Linked DNA regions of Anser cygnoides: region 2 is linked to region 1. The links are chromatin contacts, called in public Hi-C maps. All regions are on one chromosome and are shown on one strand. Each heading gives the region's core, a stretch centred on a gene start, on an enhancer-like site or on the middle of the called end of the contact. The rest is flanking DNA. Distances are from core to core; before and after follow the strand shown.

Region 1 (2,917 bases), core at 250-2,749:
TTGAATATTAGATGTACTTTTTGTATATATATATTTCAGTCATTTTTATATTTATTTTTGTTACAAATCATTGTCTTTGTCTAACTGTTAGGCCAAAGACTTAACTGAACCTTCAAACCACTGTTTATGAACTTCATATGATGAGACCTGAGGCTTTCACTGCATTTTAATAAATAACTGAAGGTGCCAATGCTTTCCAAAAAATGTAAATATTTATTCCAATGATGTATGTGGAGTCTTATTTTCCTGATACTTATAACTTTACCTAATAAGAATTATCAGGTCTTGTAATATGATTTGTGTATTACTTCAGACTATTTTACAGTTTGGACACCAAGCATAAGTAGGGTTTTTAGATACAGTTTTATACTTACTGGAAGTAGTAAGAAGTTCTCTGGAAACAACTTTCCAGCTTCATAAGGATTTCCTGTTTGGCAAAAGGTGTTGACTACTGCAACTGTTATGTAGCACTTGAAGGAGGCTGTAAATGCCTAATTTAACTATGAGGATCTGAGCTGATCCTCTTTGAGACTACTGAATACTCTTGAATACCTGAAGGTTGGTAAGAGTAGAGTCACAATATTGTGCTTATCAGTAATCTAATTGTTGTAACATAATTGATAAAGCTATTTAAAGAGTTTACTTTTTTTTAAACCCATGTTCTAAAGCATTGGTACTATCTAAGGATGAAGATTAGTTTGTTTATTCAGTGTAAAACAACTATGCTCAAAAAGTATGCATGTTAATTGCTAGTAATTTGAACTATGCAAAAACCTCTTGGTACTTTTTGCCCTCATAGGGTGAAAACCTGCTAAGAGGGCAGCTGTCAGGTATCTTATTTTTACTACCAACTTTGAAAATACCTTTTTAGAAGGTATGGTCACCTAAAGTGTTAACATTATAGAAAGAGGATTAATTTAGTAGACTCTTCTTCCTCCCACTAAATGATCTCAGTCTGTTGCCACCCTGATTTTATGAACACTTAACATATGTATTTAGCTGTTAACCAATTTTTGACCTTTTAAAATCTAGCTTATTTGCTGAAAGGTTCAGCAGCATAAGACAGGCTAATCAGGTGCTAAGAAGCTTGACAGTGACTACTGTAGCCTTTGATTTGAAAGCAGATTACAGCCCGCCCTCAAGAACATGAATGTCTCTGCAGTGTTAAACTGAAAGTTGTTAAAAATAAGTCATGTCACTGGTATACTTTTTTTTTCAAACTGTCTCTTTTTTAATACCAGCTAGCAATGCTGCATCATTCCATGATTAGAAATTACCTGTGGATATTTGTATAGAAGTGTGAAATAAATTTTTTTTAATTAAAAATTGTTTTGGTAGTAGTAATTTCTCATCGCAATTACATGAGATAGCCATACCTAAGTTCACTAGTACATTAGAAGAACAAGCTGAAAGTTGCACACTTTAAGAAATGATCTCACTCTAAATATTGCCATAACTCCTCAGTGCCCTCCCTCATGCAGAGGGGCAGATAAGACAGCTGCGGGAGATAGCGCACAATCTCATGCTCACAGGCTGGCTGGTGCTTGCTGCAGGTGCCAGCGCCCACAGCAGCCAGGCCACGAGCCTGGCATAGTGGCACGGGCACAGCACCAAGCATCAGCTGCGTGCGGCTGAGCTCCCCTCTCTGTCACGCAGCCAGGGCACCTGAGACAGGCTGCCACCCTGCCCTTCCATGCAGGCTCCTGGCAGCTGCCAGCTGCTTTGCTAAGCAGGGGAAATTGCATTCCCCCAAACCAGCCAAGGATTTGACACAACTAGCTGTACCTAGCAGTGGAAGTTTGCTACTGACAGTCAGTTACATGGTTGCAAAGTACAGACAACAACAGAGAAAAAACAGAAAAGCCAAAAAGACACAGGAAAAAAAATATCAAAAGAAACCCAATATTCTATATTTAAGATGTTAACCCTTACAGGATGCTTTGCTTTCATCTGCTGAAAGGAAATACCTTTCAATGCAACAAGCCCTGAAGATAGGGTTAGATGGATACATTCTAAATAATAAAAAAAAAAAAAAAAAACAGTGTTTGTTGCTACAACATGAAATTTTTAGGACTAGGTGCTAGAAGGTGCTGCTAGATCTCAGAGCATGTCAAAGATGCGGAAACAGCCTGCCTTTATTAAACAATTATTCTCATTTACATAACTAAAACCACAAGCAGTTGTCCGCAGCAAGACTAAATATGGACTGGGAGAACAGTTCACTAACCTCTTGTGGATCAGCGTGATTGTGGAAGGAAGCCAGGACAGTGCCTGTCAACACACAGACCTTGACAGCACGGCAGCACCAGACAACGATGTGGGCACTGTGGCCGTGCCAACACAGCATACACGAGTGTTCTTCCGGTCACAGAAAATAAGATAAAGCTGAGGTCTTTGTAAGGCTGACTCAGTTATCACTATACATACACATATAAATGTATATGAAAGCATCACAGTTTATTAGCATTCTATATAGTCATATAATATATATGCTATGTATAGGTTAAATATACTATAGTACAGTGGTGTATATATATAGTAGTATGTGTACAGTATTTATGCTAGTACATATGTACAATATATAAAAGTATATACATATATATAAGGCCTAATATACATATTTTTATATATATTAGATATATAGTGTGAGTATATATTTAAGGTGTGTATATATAAAGTATGTATGTATAATATATATGCACACTATATAGCCTAAGGTACACTACTAGAATTCAAGTAAACCTTCACATACATAAGTGCCAGAGCACAGGAGACACAGCTTACAAGAGACGCTTTCAGTAGCCGGGGCCAATACAGCGTAATACAGACTATGAAGGGGACTTCATACGTGGGAGAGGAGAAGCAACGGGGTGCTCCAACGCAAGCCAAAGTGAAAGCTTTTCAAGGAGGCACTAAA
Region 2 (2,754 bases), core at 88-2,587, 45 kb before region 1:
GGAGTTACTAAGTACAAGTATTGCTTTTACAGTTACTGTAAGAGTATTATAGCATGCGAGTTTAAATGGTCCTGAAGGGCACATTGCTAAGATTTTGGTACAGACATCAACACTGTTTTAAAAAGACTTGTTTTCAAATCTTTACTAATTACTGTGAAATACACGGATTTGAGTAAGCCTACTTTATTGTAATTAGACTGGGACCCTTCCCTCTATGAGCCTTCGGTGAAACTGTAGGGCAGTGTTCGTGCCAGTACAGTTTTCTGCCATGGCAGTGACTGCAAAGTGATTGAACAACGGATTAAGACTTGGAATGATTGAGGCAAGAGCAAGCCGGGAAGGTTCCTAATAGCAGTAAATATCAGGGAGCCTAATTTAACAACATGCTTTGTTTCCACATTAGATGCACATTTCTCGTGTGTTTTCTCCTCTCTTTTGATCAAGGGTGTTTTGGTCTTGAGCCAAAGACTTGTCTATACATGGAGTTATCCTAGAATAATTACTCTGGAAAAAGTAGCCTGGATTAACTCCCTGGGAGCATGGTATTGTTCCAGAAGAAATTATTTGGAGTATTATCATGTGTGAGGGCTCAAATCTCTATTATTATTTTTATTATTATTTTTCTGGAATCTTGTGGGGAAAAAAGCTTCCCTTCTCCTGTCTCAGATGCTGGTGGAAAAAAAGTATTGTCATGTTGCTTGACAGGTGAAAGGTTTCCAAGACCTTGTGTTCACTTCCCTAACCCAGAGCCCTAAAACAAGACTAGGTTGACACCTTGAACCCCTCTCCTGGGTGGATGAAGTGCACTGAGGTACACCTGCACTTTTGAGTTAGTGAGGTTACTCTTTTGGAACTACGGCTGAAAGCATGAGATAAAATAGGGGATACTAAACCACGTACTGTTTTCAAACGCTTGAAGCGTAAGGGTAAGGTACCCGTTTAAGGACAGGAAAGGCAGTGAAGGAATGAGGTTTAAAGAAGCGTGTTCCCACGTGCTGTCTAAAGAGTCTGGCAAACACAGGTACAAAGTCGCTGACTCTTTTTCCCTCGTGCTGTGCCCTTTGGGGACCGCAGACCGCAGCGCTGTCGGGCGGCCCCTTGGGGAAGGCGGGCTGCAGGTGCTCACCGCCCGGCCCCTTTGCTCGTAGCCGCCGGGGCCCGCTGTTCTTTTCCGTCCCAACCTCCCAGAAGCAGGGGCTGGGGGCGAGGGAGGCGGGGCGGCGCCCTCGGCTGGGCCGTGCCGTGCCGTGCCGTGCCCTGCGGGGCGGGGGCCGGCGGACATTTTGTGCCGCCCCCGCTGCGGAGGCGCGGGGCTGCTCGGCGGGAGCCGCCGCGCGGGGGCCGGGCGGGGCGGGGCGGGGCGGGCTCCGTGCGGCGGGGCGCAGCGGGGGAGCGGCGGCGCTCGGCGGATCGGCGGCGGCTTTCCCGTGCCCGGCAGGCGCAGATGGCGGCCGCGCTCCTCTTGTACCTGCCCCTCCTGCCGGGGCTGGCCGGCGCCTTCAACCTGGACACAGAGCGCGTGATCGTGCGGCGCGGCGAGCCGGGCAGCCTCTTCGGCTTCTCCCTAGCCATGCACCGGCAGCTGCAGCCGCAGGAGAGACGGCTGTAAGTGCTCCCGCCGGGTCCGCGTCCCTTCCACCGCCGGAGCGCTACCCGGCACGCAGCCCCCGCCCGGCGGCACGCGGGGGGCTTCGGGGGAGGGACGGGGGACACGGGCGGCACCTGCCCCGAGCGCCCGGGGGCAGCGAGGGGCCGCCCGGCCGCCCCGGGGGGGGCTCGGCGGGGCAGAGGAGCAAAAATCCCGGCGAGGACCGCGCGCGGCGGCGGCTGTGCCCCGGGCCCGGGCCGATCTCGGCCTCGGCCGCCCAGTGCAGCGCGGGCGCCCCCGCTGCGGAGCGGGCAGGTGGGAGGCGGAGCGGGGGGGCGCAAAGCGCTGCTGGCGGGGCGAGGGGAGAGCCGGGAGCCCCTCTGCGAAACGCAGAAAGCAGAGCAAGGCTTCTTTGTGCGTCGTCGGGAGAACTGAGGGTTCCTTGCTTTCCGTGGAGGTAACTGATTAGTCTTGTCCTGTGCGGTAGTGCTGGATGGAGTGTGTCTTGTGTAAGGTATTGTTAGGAAACGAATGTCTCTTACCCCAAGTGCTTAGTTTTGATTTAAGGGAAGATGAGCCTGTTGTTGTATATCAAGTGTACGGGAGAAGGAAGTTGGGAAGAAATCGTATCCTCGATAAAGTTAACAGATAAACGTTGTTAAAAGTTCTTTGTACCTGTTTTGCTCAGGTTCACGTTTTGTATGATTTCGTAGAAATTACAGTGTGTAAAGGAGTATAAATCACAGGTTCCATCTTCTGTCTGGTATGCAATGTGACCCAGTTGTATAGCCTGAAGAATCAAACACGGATCTGAGTTTCTTTCTAGAGGCCCTTGACTTAATTCTTGGCAGGATTACGTGTGCATTGGTCTCACTTAGTTCTACTAAGAAAGCAGTGCCTGAAGGTTATTAGTTGGCCATTATGTTGTCAAATGCTGATAGAATGAGTGCGTCAGACTATGCAGAGATGGAAAGCCAATTAGTCAGTAGAAATACAAGAGCAGTCACAGTATTCAAACTGGTTTGTAGTGTTTGACTGAAATGCCTCAGAGATTGTTAGCATGAAAGTTGTGTATTGTATGTACAGTGAGTGCTTCCTCTGGCAGTCCAAGTCTGAGTACAGAGCAGAGCCAGATGCTAACTGTGTTGGCATGGCTTTCTGAATCC

The links. A called contact is a pair of places that touch in the nucleus more often than the background predicts.
Region 2: a Hi-C map of liver shows a contact between it and region 1, with 5 times the contacts expected there. The contact joins the promoter of ITGA6 here to the enhancer-like site in region 1. A contact is called at or near these places in 2 of 7 Hi-C or Micro-C datasets (both in liver).

Annotation. Positions count from the first base shown.
Region 1 is chr6:20,625,908-20,628,824 of Taihu_goose_T2T_genome, reverse strand. No RefSeq gene overlaps it. Among named protein-coding and RNA genes, the nearest start is that of PDK1, 6.2 kb to the right of the region's middle. Within about 2 kb of position 1,499, at least 2 of the 3 cell types and tissues checked have open chromatin away from gene starts, as enhancers often do. A contact at or near this core is called in liver, where this site is marked.
Region 2 is chr6:20,670,628-20,673,381 of Taihu_goose_T2T_genome, reverse strand. ITGA6 (integrin subunit alpha 6) reads left to right here and starts at 1,337. Exons shown (of 26, transcript XM_048061610.2): 1 at 1,337-1,605. The coding sequence starts at 1,445.